Regions from separate parts of the Mus musculus genome. Here all the other regions are linked to region 1. Evidence: chromatin contacts called from public HiChIP or PLAC-seq, capture Hi-C and promoter capture Hi-C data. All regions are on one chromosome and are shown on one strand. The core of a region is the stretch at or near the end of the contact, and the rest is flanking DNA. Distances in the headings are between cores, read along the strand shown.

Region 1 (2,700 bases), core at 4-2,503:
CCCTACCCGTCTCTGCTCCCTTCCTAGCTCCTGAGACAAGGGTTGGCTCCCTAGATGAGACAGAAGAATTGGTTAGGTGCCCAGGGTCAGTGTCCTCTTGTCAAGCTCTGTCACCATGGGCAAGAGAAAGAGGTACCTGCTTCTTGGCTTCTAACTCTTTCTGTGTAAAGCACAGCTGGCACTGCAGTTTGTGGTCATTAAGAGAGCCAGGCTGCATCCCATCTGCCTCCTGTTTTTCTGGGCAACACCCTTGAGATGGCCACTGTGTGTGGTCTTTGGGGGATCTCTCAGCAGGCTCGAAGGAGGGCCTTTGCCTCCGTAGAGCCATGACACCTGGTCTCCGGTGAGATCAAGTCTCTGCAGTGCCATCCAGTGCAGATGGGCACTGTGCCTCTGAGCTTGTTGCATGGTGCCCACCAGTCTGAAGACAAGTCAGAGCGTAAATCAGGAGGGTTAAACCAAACTGTTGCCACCCCCTAGGTAAGCAGCCTTAGTTGTCATTGCACAGAGCATTTCTGTCCTGGGGCTCTAGCAGGTCTGAAGCCTCTCAAGAATGAAGGATGGCGCTCATGAGCCCAGGAATGAGGCACATGGATGCTAGGGTGTGTGACCAGGTTTAGAAGGCAGTCTTGCTGAGTCAGTTCTGGAAGGCTGTTCTAGATTAGCTCTGCTGTCAGTTGCAACTGTTCACACCAACTGCAGCTGCTGCTTAGGTTTCTTGGCAAGGAACAGGACCCTGTGGCTCTTGGGCTCCTGGAGTGTCTGAATGGGTCAGGCTGCACAGGGCCCACTGCTTAAGCAAAGCCATTTCTGCATGGGATGTGCCAGCAGATGGGTGTCAGAGGCTCTCGGGCCTCGGGTAGGTATCATCTTTCTGGGTGTGTTTACACTGCGAGGTTGATCCTTTCAAGAATTCCTGAGGAGAGTTCAAAGAGGGCTTTTCTTTGAGCGATTTGGAGAGCGAGAATGAGACTTGAAGAGGGAATGGGGCCGGAGGGGCCTTTATCTGCAGAGAATTGCTCCAGCTTTCCTGATAGAAGCTGCTGCCGCCTCTTAAACAGCTTAGTGCAGTCAAAAGACAGGCTAACTTGAAAGGCTGTTTTACAGCGAGATCAGCGGGGGCCACGAGGCAGAAAGTGGAGCCTCCTCAATGGGAGGGGCTATCAAAGAGAGGCCCTGGCTGATCCTGACTGCCTCTGCCCCTGAAGCCCATCTGCAAAAGCTGGCCATCTGTCAGCCGACCCTCCCTGGCCAGGACCAATAGGCCCAACTCTTGGGGGGGGGGGTTGGGTGTGGCCCTGCCAGGCTGCTGGTGTCAGTGCAGTGCATTGATCGCCGCCGGGCGGGCTGGGCCGCAAGCTGGGCAGCTCCTGCTTAATGTGATTGAAAGGCAGTTAAAATGGCGGTGACCTTTTCAGGAGGAATTAGATTGCCTGCCAAGACCGGTTAGAGGGAGTGATAACGCCAGCCGAAGAAGCTGCCCGGCCGACTTCAGAGAGGGAGGCAGAGGCAGGATGAGCAGGAGAGTAGCGAGGCCCATTTAAGCCGTCCTGTGCATGCTGACAGCAGAGATTGCTGTCCTTGTTAGATATGAAAGAGTTGAAGAACTGTGATAAGTCCCTGCATCCCTTCATTCCTCTGTCCCCCCTCCCAGACTAGGGTCCCCTCGTCATCCTCAACAGAGCTTCCTACATGGTCAGACCGGCTGCCTTGAATGTAATCTAGGCAGTGGTCTAGCAAGAGTCATGGTGAAGACACTTGGCTCAGAAGAACAGGCTGTGAGCTTGAGAGCCTGGGGTTAATGACAAGGAGGGTCAATGTCTCAGGACAAAAGAGAGCAAGAGAACGTCGAGGGAGGTCGGTCTACAAATAGATTCTTATTTATTTAGAGAGGAGATCTCACTATGTCACCCCAGCTGACCTGGAACTCGCTGTGTAGACCACACTGGCCTCAGACTCGAGTTTCATCTGCCTCTGCCTCCCAGTACAAACAGATTAAGAAACAGAAATAAAGCCTGGGGAAATGAGGAAAGTCTTGTAGAGAGCAGCTCGTCTGACCCTCGGGTCTCAGAGCACTCTGGGCTGTGCACTCCGCTGCCGCCTGCTCACTTGAAACCTCAGGTCTTTTGCACTGCTCGTGGTGTTGCATATGGGCAGAACCCAGGGCCCAGTGCTTCATCTAAAGATACAACAATTAGGGTAAAAGGTGCTTTTCTGGGATACTCTGCCAAACCTAGGCAGAAGAGATGTCTTCAGGCTAGAGAAATGGGCCACAAGGGAGGCAGCCTTGGGATAACTGTGACCATGTGACCTCCATCCTCAAGGAGCCATGTGACCAATGAGTAAGGGCTCGATTTTCCTCTTATTCCCTACCTCCTCTGTCTTAGAGGTGTGGGGTGCTGGGCTGTAAGTCCTCCCTTGTATCGGTTGCCAGTAAGAATTCACTTGTCCAGACTTGGGGAAGCCAGAACTCAGTACAACTAGAAGGATCAGTCTGCTCAAAAGGATGTGGAAAAGATTAGTTTTAAATAAGGTGGCTGTTATGTTGTGGGCCAGGAGTGGTAAGATGGTTCACTTCCCAGGATGATGCTCAGGAAGTGGCAAGTGTGTGCACCTTTGTCTTTGAGCCCTGGCTGAAGCCCCTTTCAGGGTGACGTAGGTTAGAGACAGTATTTCTCTTCTCAATCCCAGCGCTCCTGA
Region 2 (2,700 bases), core at 38-2,537, 600 kb before region 1:
CTGTCCATGTCTGTTTGTCTGTCATAGTGTGTCTGTCCGTCTGTCCACCCACTGGCCTGCTGGTTCTGGTCTTGTCACTGGTCACTGTCCCTGCCTGATTTGTCCTGTTTTTCCTTTGCAGACCTCCAGAGTGAAGATGGGTGACTAGATGACCTGTATGGGTGGGGCCGTGCCCTACTGTTATTTATTGCTGGTTTTCCTGGGACAGCTGGAGCTGTGTCCCTCAGCCTTTCTGGGGCTTGGTGTTCAGGGTCTCCCCTGCACTCACCTCTTGCTGCCTGTTGACTCTGGAGGCATTGCAGTCCAGACTGAACCCCAGTGTGGGGAGTGGGCTGCTGATGGTGACTGTGTACAGCTGTGCACCTGTGCCCCCCTCAACCCCCATCCAGCCCATCTTCCTAGTGTTTGTGAAATAAACTTGGTATTTGTCCCAGTCAGTGAGGCTTCTGTTGGCCCCTTGCGACACCTTTCACAAAGGAAGGGGAGGACCTGTTCACTCACTCCAACCTCCTGTAACTTTCTGTCTACACATCATCTCTGCTCTGGACCTTGCTGGCTCCTGGGTGGCAGATCAGGGTGCTAGGCTGGCTGTAATGCTGGCACCTCTTCATTGAAGAGTCTGGGCTCTGAGATCCTCCTAGCCCTATGTCTTTGGACCCCTGTGCACTAGACCCAAACTCACTACAGCTAATTCTCCTCTCTGTCGCTATACTCCTGAAACTCCCCGCACCTGGATTTTCCTGGAGAACAGTGTTTTACATTTGATAGTCCAGTATGAACACCTAACCCTTCCAGAAACCTCTTCTATGGTCTTAGTTCCTAGGGCCTTGTTCAGCTCCGCCTATTCCTATACAATTCTTGATTCCAACACCACCCTAAATCTTACCCAACCTGCTTTTACCTAATAAGTCCTTTTCAGTCAACACCTTTAGGGGTCTTACCCAGCAGGCAGCCCTGGTTGGCTGACCTTGACTCATGCTCCCAGGAAAGAGTTGGCAAGGCCCTAACCCTCTGAATTGCCCACTATCCAGACCCCGTCCCAAATACCTGAAGGGCCTTAGCCATCCGGCTCCTGGTCTCTTCCCATCCCTAAAGCAAGCTGATGGAGGAACCTGATGGATTCCTGCGTCCTTCCTGGGTCTCAGGCATCCGCAAACGCACCTCCCCGCTGGCTGGGCCGCGCAGGGCCAACGGCAGGGGCGGGCGGCGGAGCGGCGCGCGGCGCGTGCGGGCGCACTGGAGGCGGGGGCCGCGGGGGCGCGCGCGCGGGCGCGCCGGCCTGGCCTGCCCCTCCGAGGAGCCGTAGCGCGGGAGGGAGGCGGCAGCGCAGTGGTCCGTCGGTCCGCCGGTCCGTGGGTCTGCCGGGCCCCGCCCTGCCTCCCGGGGCGGCTCGGCTCCATGGCCCGCGGCGGCGGCGGGAGGTGGCCCCGGAGCCTCGGGGACCGCTGACCGGGCGGTGGGGCCGGGCCATGGGGGACAGAGCCGTCCACAGCTGCTGGAGCCGGGATCCCTACCCGAGCTGGAGCGGCGCCCCCTGCTGAGCCCCGAGCGCTGCGAGAGAGGAGGGCGCGCGCGGCCCCCCACCCAGGGCCCCGACATTCCAGACCCGGCCCGGCTAGGGGGCCGCCCGCGCGCCGTCACAGATCCCAGCCCAGGACCCGGTGAGCGAGGCACCGGCGCTGCCCCCGGCCTGGCTGCACCCCACCCTACCCCCATCCCGCTAGCCTCCTGGGCTCCGGCGTCCGCCCCCATCCGGCCTCCCTCATTGTCCTCGCTCGCCCCGGCCTTGTGTCTCGCAGAGGCGCTCGGCCCCGGCCCCACTTCCACATCCCCCACTGCATGCACCCCTCCCCAGGGCTCCACACCCACCTGTCCTACTGCCTCCCCCGTCCCGAGGTGCCACGTGTTCAGCCTCCCAGCCCCGCCCAGACGCACCCCTCAGTTTGGTGGCTAGCCTGACCCAGAGCCCCTGCCCTGGAGGGAGGGGTTGGGAATACTTGCACGTGGGTCTGGGTGTATGGCTACGCTTGTATAAGTCCGAGCCGCGGTTTGTTGATATATGTGGCTCCGTATGTTACTGTCACCCCAAGTGTGTCTAGCTCTATATGTAGGTCTCTGTGTGTCCCTTGAGTGTGGATGCCGACTGCTGGTACTAAAGCAGTCTATGTGATTTTGTGACTGTTTGAGATATTCTGCTCTCAGGAGCATGGCCAGAAGTATTTTTTGACCTTTTGGAACTACAGGGGAGACCTGGTTCGAGCAAGGGCACCCCCAGCCCCCACCACCTCTGCCAGTGTATGAACTTTACTCCTCTAGGGTCCAAGTGTACCCCATTTCAGGAATCAGAACTAGCTTTGCTAATCAGGCTCCAGAGCTAGCTAGCTAGCCTGAAATCTTAGGTGAGGGGCTCTCTATTGCTTGCCCCACGGGGTATGCTCTTGCCCCTTGTTCCAGTGGGAAGGACCTGTTTAAACATCTCTCCTTTTTGGGTGGAGGGCACTCTTGAGTGCTGAAGGCTCCTTCTCAGCCTGGTCCTAGTTGGCTAGGCCTGCTTGCTGTTGGGACCTGAGTGCTCAAACTGGCCATGGGTCTAAGTGACTTCCCTTCATGGCCCTCGGAAGGACTAAATGAAGTCATAGTATAAAGAATTCCTTACGTGATGGGCACTCAGTAAGTGATCCATTCTCTAAACCATGTGTC
Region 3 (2,700 bases), core at 137-2,636, 650 kb before region 1:
AAAAAAATCAGTGGTTAGGAACCCTGGCTATGTGCCAAAATCACAGGTGAAAACCTGGAACTATGTACCTGCCCACCCCAAGTGTCTGATTCAGATTGGGATGTGGCCCAGATGTGGGTAGATGTGGGTAGTTCTTTTCTTCCTTTCTTCCATTCTTTCTCCTCCTCCTCCTCCTCCTTCTCCTCCTCCCCCTCCCCCTCCCCCTCCTCCTCCTTCTCCTTTTAAGATTTATTATATATATATATGAGTACACCATTGCTCTCTTCAGATACACCAGAAGAGGGCATCAGATCCCATTACAGATGGTTGTGAGCCACCATGTGGTTGCTGGGAATTGAACTAAGGACCTTGGGGAGAGCAGTTCAGTGCTCTTACCCACTGAGCTGTCTCTCCAGCCCCATGGGTAGTTCTTCAAGGTCCACAGAGGTGCTGGTACATGATCAGGGCACATCGGGTCCATGCACTGGGTACCCTTCCCCACTCTCAGCATCTGTTTTTGCACGTATTGGTTGGCAAATACCAAGTTGTCATCATTAGCCCAACTGCCTTCACTTTACTCCCGGCTACAAATTTAGCTGCTTCTGGGGCATTTCTAGCAGGAGAGTCCACAGACCCTTCTAATTCAGCATGTCCAACACTGGTTTCACATGTCCCCCTCCCCCAACCGCCAACCCCACATCTGACCCTCTCCTAGGGAAAGCCAGTTCCTAGAATTTTACCACCTCACTTTGTCCAATCAGGCAAAAAGGAATGTAGGGGATTGGGTCCTGGAACCCCCAACTCCCCACAACCCTGCTCAGGGTTTATCTTATTGTCCCCAGCAGCCTGCATCCCTCTTCTGTCTTGCTTGTCTCAAAACCACACTCTCTCCAGTGCAGGCATTCAACGAAAATGACCACACTCAGACTAGGTCAGTAGTTTCCAGCATCTTCGTGATGAACTCCAGACTAGTTGGTAGAACAATTCTGATCATGGCCATCAACCAACCTCCAGACACCTGCCAAATTGCCTCATCGCATCTCAGACTCCAGTTCAATACTCTGAGGTCCTCTGATTCTTCATCCCTGGTCGCACCCACCCCCCACCCCCAACACACACACAATCATTCACTGCCTTCACTGGATGTGCGCGAGTCCCTCTGAGGCCCCGACCCTAAAACTGAGCAAACAGGGTATCCTTGGACCGTGGGAGCCCAACGCAGAGCCCTGTCGCTCCGAGGCAGCTGAACCTTCTGAGGGTCCCGGAGTCACCACTTGAGGATACAGAGTAGCTAGCCAGAACCCCCATGTCTGCGCAGCCCAAGTTGGAACTCTCCTTCAGGCTGCCCCTCCTTCGCCGCCCTCCCTCGCGCTCTCCCGCCCTCGGCCAGGCCTCCCAGTTCCCTACTTTGCTTGACTACCAACTTCGAATTCCCAGTTTCAGCGTCTCGCTGCAGCCCGCGATCTCTACTCTGCCTCCTGGGGTCTTCTCCAAATGTCTAGCCCCCACCTAGAGGGACCTAGCCTAGCCAGCGGGGACCGGATCCGGAGGGTGGAGCGGCCAGGTGAGCCCTGAAAGGTGGGGCGGGGCGGGGGCGCTCTGGGCCCCACCCCGGGATCTGGTGACGCCGGGGCTGGAATTTGACACCGGACGGCGGCGGGCAGGAGGCTGCTGAGGGATGGAGTTGGGCTCGGCCCCCAGATGCGGCCCGCGGGCTCTGCCAGCAACAAGTCCCTCGGGCCCCAGCCCTCGCTGCGACTGGGGCTTGGAGCCCTGCACCCAAGGTAAGCCAGCCTTCTTGCCCATCCCCTTGATGGACGCTCAAAGGGCAGGAGAAAGGGCAGAAAGGTCTTCCTCCCCACTTTTCTCTCAGCCTCTCTCTTCTGGGCCCTCAGCGCAGCTCTTTGCCCCTCCCAGCCCCTCCAGTTCTTGTCGCTAGCTTCTTGGACTGTGTTAACCCTCCTGGCTGGCTGTAATGTGAGGCTCCCGCTGCCGCCACAGGGCACAGACCGGCTGCCAAGGCCCCACTTTTAACTAAAAGAGGCGCTGCCAGGTGCACAACTCTGGGCATGATCCACTTGAGCTTCGGGGGAAAGCCCAGCACTGGTCCCAGGAGAGGCGCCTAGAAGGACACGGACCAGGACCCCTTTGGTGAGTATAGGGCTGGTGGATAGGGGTGGCAAGGGCTGGAGGACCAAATATCCCAAATGGTAAGAAAGGAGAAATTGGTCAGAGCTGTCCTCGAGGGACTTGCTCCTAGGCTCCCCCTAGCGCAGATATCCCAGGGCTGCCTTGTCTGACTTTCCCTCCATCTGAGAGAATAGTAGCCAGTCTGGTCTCTAGGGATTTTAATCTAGTTAGCCAACGGGCACACGCCTAGCTCTGGAGGAACTAGATAAAGGCCTGGGAGGTGTGTGTCTTATCCTGGAGTCATCATATGTCGCTCCCCCTCTCCATGTATTCTGTGTGCCAGCAAAAGGATGGAGGGTTACATCTGGGACCCAAGAAGAGACTAACTAATGAGAATTCTTAAAAGTTCTAGGGGTCCAAGAGCAGTGGTTCACAAAGACTGGAGGTGCGGGCTGGGGTCAGGAAGGATGGTTTATGGGGGAAACTCCTAGGAGCAAGGCTAGGGGGCCAGATCCACAGGAGGCAGATGGTCCAGGCTTGGGCCGGATCTCGGAGTGGTTCAGCCCTCTGAGACCAGGTTGGTGTGAAGGA
Region 4 (2,700 bases), core at 40-2,539, 950 kb before region 1:
TAGCGGGCCACCACGGAAGGTAGAGGTTGAGCCTCTGAACTCCACTGCTGTGCATGTCTCCTGGAAGCTGCCCGTCCCCAACAAGCAGCACGGACAGATTCGTGGCTACCAGGTCACCTATGTGCGGTTGGAGAATGGTGAGCCCCGAGGCCAACCCATCATCCAGGATGTCATGCTGGCTGAGGCTCAGGTATGTCATTGACGGTGCTAGGTGGCAGGGTAAACAGTGACCAGTGTGTCACAGTGACCCCCTAGAGCCCAGATTTGTCCCTCCAATGCCTGCCCTCAGAGGTGGTTATGCCTTTTATGGTCATTGGAGCTGCCTTGGACTGTCTGGGCAGGAGTTATTGAGATCGGGAGGTGAGGCTCATGTTCCAGAGACTTTGTTCTTCTGTTAGGATTGTTAAGCTGTGCTAACCTAGGTCCTGCTACCCCCTCCACCCAGGTAGCAGTCTTAGTTGCCAGTGCTCACGGGGCTGCTCCCAAAGACCCCCAGGCTCCTTGCACAGCACACTGGCTTCATCCTTGTGGTTTGCAGAAAGCACATTTGCTGTGGCTTTGAGCTGAACTGCTGTCCCAGGCAATACTGTTCTTAGCATCACCTGGACTGCACAGCCAGGGGCAGACAAGACTTTTCTCCATCCTCCATGGCCTCAAGCCAGTGACTGAGGCAAAGCTCTGCAAATAATGACCTGAGTGTCACTCTGCTCTTGACCTGAGTGTTTCTCTCCAGGGCTGGACCTGCCAGCCCTTTTCTGTTGGAAGCTTCTGTCTTCCTGGGGCATCTGCCCACAGGCTTACAGTGAGGTCAGTATTCTGACCCCCACCTTGCTAGTCCATCAAGGAGCACCGAATACTGTGAGATTATATGTGTGGCCAGAATGAGCCAGCATGTAGGTGGCAGGGATTGGAGAGGAACCAAGTCTCTACCCTGGGAAAGGACTAATCAAGTATAGGAAAAACTGTGTTGTCTGTCCTTGGTCTCCCTGTCTAGAACCAGGTCCTGATGATTCTTGGGCCAGCTTCAAGTCCCAACAGAAAGATCCTAGATTCCCTCCCCAACCAAGTGGGAACCCCATATTCTGCAGGCTGTGCTGAGGGATGAACCCCCACACAGACAAACTGCTTTCATACCTTTGGCTAAGCTCCACCCTCTGAGCCAAAATTCTTTTCTACCCAGAGGGTACCCTCTTTCTTCTCCCAACCTGTCTATGCTGAAGGACCCAAGGGTGGGGGAGGTGGGTGTGTTCATCAGCCTGCATTCCTGGGGCAGGTTGAGGGCTCCTCACAAAGTCTCAGCAGACACACCCGCTCAGAAACATCCAGAGAATGACTCCATCCAGCCCCTCCCATCCTAGGAGTCTGGCGCCACAGCTGCAGCCTCTGTGGTTTCAGGAAAGTCACTTCGAGTACTTTTGTGTGCTGGTCCCCAAGAGTTTGAAGGGGGTTGGGTAATAAGACCAGGGACATTGTCCCCATATTTGTGTTCTTTACAAGGAATATGCCCAAGCAGGCTCCAGGGAGGCCACGGAAGACAAGGCCTGCCCTTGTAGCCTTCCACCCCCTGGGACTTTGTCATTCTGCTTTGGGCCAGTGGGAGACCAGATGGTGCACTTATCCAGCCTGGCCCCAGGGCCTAGGTATCCCCTGTGTGACTCTTTTCAAGGACACCCCAGCCTGCCCTTATCCACCCAATAGAACCATCTGTGCAGCCCTGGGCCCCAGTAAGATCAGAAAGAAGCATGTGGTGTGTATCCCCACCAGATGTGCATAGCCCAGCCTGCCTCCCCTGTGCTCCCTCTAGATGAGACTCGCCACCCTCCGCCCCCTTTTTGTCCCTTCCTTTTGTCTTTTCTCTCACTGTAGGAGTTTAGTCTAGCTACTCTCCATCCCCTTTTCCTTCTCTCCTCTCCCTACTCCTCTTACAGCCTCTTCCTTTCCCACCTACCCCTCTGTCTTTTTCCTCTCACTACCTGACATAGGAGGGGCTACCTGCGATAGCTTCACACCAGGGCTCCCCTCAAGTAAGGAATCCTAACTAGACCTGGTTCCAGCCCGCTCTGATAATTCCAGGACTCTATAGCCTCTCTATATTCTGTCGCAAAGACTGTGACAGAACTGTCTCAAATAGCAGGAGCTCAGGCCACTCCAGCACCAGGCTAGTGGACAGGCCAGACCAGCTTATATGAGGGTGATCTGGCTAGAGGACTCCAAACAGGGCCTGTCCCTCACTAGCCAACTCCTAGTTTCAAGACCACAAGGCTTCACATTAGAGTCCTCACTCCATATACCTGTTCACCCAGCATACCAGTGCACGCTGGCATTAGAATTTACCACTGCCAGCCAAGAAACTAGTTTTCCTATTTTGACTCCAGGCACCTGTAGAATCGAAATCAGGGGTGTGGGGTCTCCTTGTGGCTTTGGGGTAATGCCCAGGCTCTGAGCTGGCTACTTACCCTTTATTATCTCTCTGGCAAGCCTGACTCTTGGCCCACTCCAGCGGTAAGTCCAGCACTTGTGTTCTAGGACACTCAGCTCAGGTGACTCTAATTTAGTGTCTCAGCTGAAAGCAGGATGCATGGATGGATGGATAAGTGGATGGATGGATAGGTAGGTAGAAAGAGAGAGAGAGAGAGAGAGGTAGGTAGGTAGAAAGATAATATAGATAGACAGAGGAAGAGAGGGAGGTAGATAGATAGA
Region 5 (2,700 bases), core at 186-2,685, 850 kb before region 1:
TTCACAGATGTTTTTTCACAGCTAAATCCTTGGAGCCAAGGAAAGAAGGTTGCCCCTCTGTTCTTCACTCGGGGATTTTCAGGGGAAAATGGCTGGGGCTGAGCGTTCGTGGAAGAGAGGAAAACTTAACTTCCTCAGGCACCCGTAGTTCCTCCCCATGAGTCTCATTACCTCAGCCTTGCTAAAGGACCGGATAATCTCGTGCCTGGTGTAATCCCAGCTCTATGGGAGTTGAGGATTGAATTCAAGCCTTTGAATGTTTGAGGCAAACGTACTACTGCCAAGCTATACCCGACAGCCCTCTCTACTTTTTTGTCCCTAAGAAGAGCCCACTGTGGGATGGAGAGATAGTTTAGCCCTTAAGAATACTTTTCTGGGGAACCCAGGTTCAGTTGTCACTGTCCACTTGGTGGCTTGCAACTGTCTGTAACTCTAGTTCCAGGGGCTATGAGGCCTTCTGGGATACACAGGCACTGGGACATACATTCATGCAGACACTAAAACAAAAACAAAATAAACCAAAACAAAACCCAAAGATACTGAGACCCACAAAGTTGTTGAATGTTTAATCCTGCTTCAGTTTAGAGAGTAGTTAAGTACGTACCACCACTACCATGATTAGTTAAGTCAACCATTCAAAAATATTTTTGGCCTATTATAAGAAAATTCCCAGTTCATAAAAAGCTATGGGACTTTCCCAAGTCTCATAAAACTGGCCTGTGGTTTTGTTTTTGTTTTTTTTTTTTTTTCTGGTGCTGGGGATGGCCTGGGGCTTTAAACTTGCTCAACTTCAAAGTTGGGTCTGCCTTAGGCACTTCCTGGCCAGTGTAGTCTAGTCTGGGTTCATGACCCACCACAGCCAAAGACTGCACTTCAGCTTTTTGCCAAAGCAGAAACTTATGTCTTGTATACCTTGTATAAGATTGGCATCTGAGAGTGCCAAGTTATGTCCCCACCTCCTCTTTGGGAAAATTCTGTATTAAATTCTGCCTTAGGATAATGCACTCCGCTGCAGAATGAGGGCGCGACCTCCTGAACTGGGTATGTGGGGTGGCTTTGTGGCCTATCTGCGACCTTTCTTCGAGGTCACGCCTGAACTTAGCAGGCCTCTTACCCTCACGGGATTGGATAGGGCTTCAGAAGGCGTTCTAGAGGTTACCACCAGCGTCAGGGGCTGACAGCAGAGTGGTGAAGTAGGGACAGAAGACTTCCTCTGGGAAGCAGAGGAAACCTGACCGCAGCCGGGCAGCCCCACGCACCGCAGCTCCACGCAGCGCTCCTCCCAAGCCCCAGCTATAGCCCGGGGATGGGGAGGGGATGGATTCGGCCTCTGGCTTCCATTGGGTCTCCGGGGTCCGGGCCCGCCCAACCCTGCGGCGAAGCCTCGCATTGGCCTGCCTGGCGCCCCGCCCGGTTCCGGTGCTCCCATTGGCTGCTGATGCCCGACCCCCGGCGCGGCCGCCGAGGCGGACCGCAGGATTGGTGGTCCCGCCGCTGCGTCCCCACCATGGCGGCGCCCGTGCAGCTTGCCGCGTCCTGGGCTCCCTCTGGGGTCCCCTCGGCTGTCCCCGCTATTCGCGCTGCAATTGCCTCCGCGCTCTGCGTGCGCCCTGGCGCCACCCGCCCCCGGCCTCCCTCTCTGCTGCGGTAAGGCCTGCCCTGCGTCCCCGAAGCAGCTCTCGGCCGCCGCGCCCCTCCCCCGGCCAGACCGGCCCGAGCCGCGCTGGGGACCAAAGCCCGGGCCCGGGTGGGGGCCAGGCCTGCCAGAGGGCCGCGCGAGCCGGGCCGAGCGCGCCGAGGTCACCTGTGTGCAGTGTCCCAGGCGCGCGAGTCTGAGCGCAAAGGAGGGTCACGGTCACCCGGGACCCGCTGTGGGACAAGCGCAAGAAAGTCCGGGGAAAGCCTAGCGGGAGTCACCAAGAGTAGCGGTTGTCATCTCTGCCTTCCCCGGGGCCAGATCCTCCTCGGAGCGACCGGGTCAGTTTATCAAAGTACGTCTTCTCGCTACCCTTTCTTCTGGAGTGCTTCCTCATTGTCTTCTCAGTGGTCTTGTTTGCGAGAGAAAAGCTTAGTGAGGACGGTAGATTTGGTTAGGCGGATGTCCCACAGATGTGTTTAGACTCCTTTTTACAGTAGCACCCATTTTTATGATTCCTCAATAAATTTAATTTTTGTCTGTTTCTCTAGAGTACGGGGAGGTGGTAAAACTGAGTCACTGTAATTAACCTAGGGAGTGACCGATGAAGGGAGCCGGCTGCTATCCCAGAAAGCAAAGAGTGCTTAACACATTTCTCTGAGGTCCTTTGAATTATTAGCACTATAGATAATGGGCTGAGAAGGAAGGAAAAGCCACGAGTTAGAGTTAGGTTCCTGACATGTAGCACAGTAGACATCATGACAATTCCACTTGTGTCCCTAAACTTTCAATTAAAGACTCAGAGGAATTGGATCCCGGGGTAGTAGGTGCACACCTGTAATAGCACTCAGAAGCTGAAGCAGGAGGATTGCTTCAGAGGCCAGCCTGGGCTACATAGAATAATAAAACCGTGTCAACAAGAGCCACATAGCAAGACCCAGTCTCAAAAGACTGAAGAAAGGAAAAGAAGAAAGATTGGAGGATTAAAAATTGGAGTAAAACCTTATGACCAGATGGGAGTTTCATATAGTCTCCTAAAATAACAGACATTTTGAAATATAAAG

The links. Promoter capture Hi-C pulls out the DNA fragments that hold promoters and counts their contacts. HiChIP or PLAC-seq counts read pairs in DNA pulled down with a chosen protein or histone mark. Capture Hi-C pulls out chosen DNA fragments and counts their contacts.
Region 2: a promoter capture Hi-C map of embryonic stem cells shows a contact between it and region 1, with 4 times the contacts expected there. The contact joins the promoter of B4galt2 here to the enhancer-like site in region 1. A contact is called at or near these places in 14 of 39 promoter capture datasets (3T3-L1-derived adipocytes, the C10 cell line, the HPC-7 cell line and 8 more), 1 of 484 Hi-C or Micro-C datasets (CD4 T cells), 8 of 115 datasets of contacts at active chromatin or transcription factors (astrocytes, bone marrow-derived macrophages, embryonic forebrain and 3 more) and 2 of 9 other capture datasets (embryonic stem cells and liver).
Region 3: an H3K27ac HiChIP or PLAC-seq map of embryonic stem cells shows a contact between it and region 1, with 3 times the contacts expected there. The contact joins the promoter of Artn here to the enhancer-like site in region 1. A contact is called at or near these places in 1 of 39 promoter capture datasets (hippocampal neurons) and 2 of 115 datasets of contacts at active chromatin or transcription factors (embryonic stem cells and pancreatic cancer cells).
Region 4: a capture Hi-C map of embryonic stem cells shows a contact between it and region 1, with 3 times the contacts expected there. The contact joins two enhancer-like sites. A contact is called at or near these places in 1 of 115 datasets of contacts at active chromatin or transcription factors (embryonic stem cells) and 1 of 9 other capture datasets (embryonic stem cells).
Region 5: a contact with region 1 is called in a promoter capture Hi-C map of embryonic stem cells, with 2.8 times the contacts expected there. The contact joins the promoter of St3gal3 here to the enhancer-like site in region 1. A contact is called at or near these places in 10 of 39 promoter capture datasets (the 3T3-L1 cell line, 3T3-L1-derived adipocytes, the C10 cell line and 6 more), 1 of 484 Hi-C or Micro-C datasets (embryonic stem cells), 1 of 115 datasets of contacts at active chromatin or transcription factors (embryonic limb bud) and 1 of 9 other capture datasets (macrophages).

What each region holds. Positions count from the first base shown.
Region 1 is chr4:117,282,059-117,284,758 of GRCm38.p6, reverse strand. The region is part of intron 8 of Rnf220 (ring finger protein 220); the gene reads left to right. Among named protein-coding and RNA genes, the nearest start is that of Gm12843, 6.0 kb to the left of the region's middle. Within about 2 kb of position 1,253, at least 55 of the 459 cell types and tissues checked have an H3K27ac peak or open chromatin away from gene starts, as enhancers often do. A contact at or near this core is called in embryonic stem cells and forebrain, where this site is marked.
Region 2 is chr4:117,882,063-117,884,762 of GRCm38.p6, reverse strand. It overlaps B4galt2 (UDP-Gal:betaGlcNAc beta 1,4- galactosyltransferase, polypeptide 2), which reads left to right and starts at 1,287. Exons shown (of 8, transcript NM_017377.5): 1 at 1,287-1,661. It overlaps Atp6v0b (ATPase, H+ transporting, lysosomal V0 subunit B), which reads left to right. Exons shown (of 8, transcript NM_033617.3): 8 at 122-433. The coding sequence ends at 148. Gm12841 (predicted gene 12841) reads right to left here and starts at 1,213. Exons shown (of 4, transcript NR_168719.1): 1 at 1,048-1,213.
Region 3 is chr4:117,928,449-117,931,148 of GRCm38.p6, reverse strand. Artn (artemin) reads left to right here and starts at 1,386. Exons shown (of 5, transcript NM_009711.4): 1 at 1,386-1,763; 2 at 1,897-2,130.
Region 4 is chr4:118,228,185-118,230,884 of GRCm38.p6, reverse strand. Ptprf (protein tyrosine phosphatase, receptor type, F) reads left to right here. Exons shown (of 33, transcript NM_011213.2): 13 at 1-190. Among named protein-coding and RNA genes, the nearest start is that of Mir7226, 19 kb to the right of the region's middle. Within about 2 kb of position 1,289, at least 43 of the 459 cell types and tissues checked have an H3K27ac peak or open chromatin away from gene starts, as enhancers often do. A contact at or near this core is called in embryonic stem cells, where this site is marked.
Region 5 is chr4:118,133,681-118,136,380 of GRCm38.p6, reverse strand. It overlaps St3gal3 (ST3 beta-galactoside alpha-2,3-sialyltransferase 3), which reads left to right and starts at 1,435. Exons shown (of 12, transcript NM_009176.5): 1 at 1,435-1,991.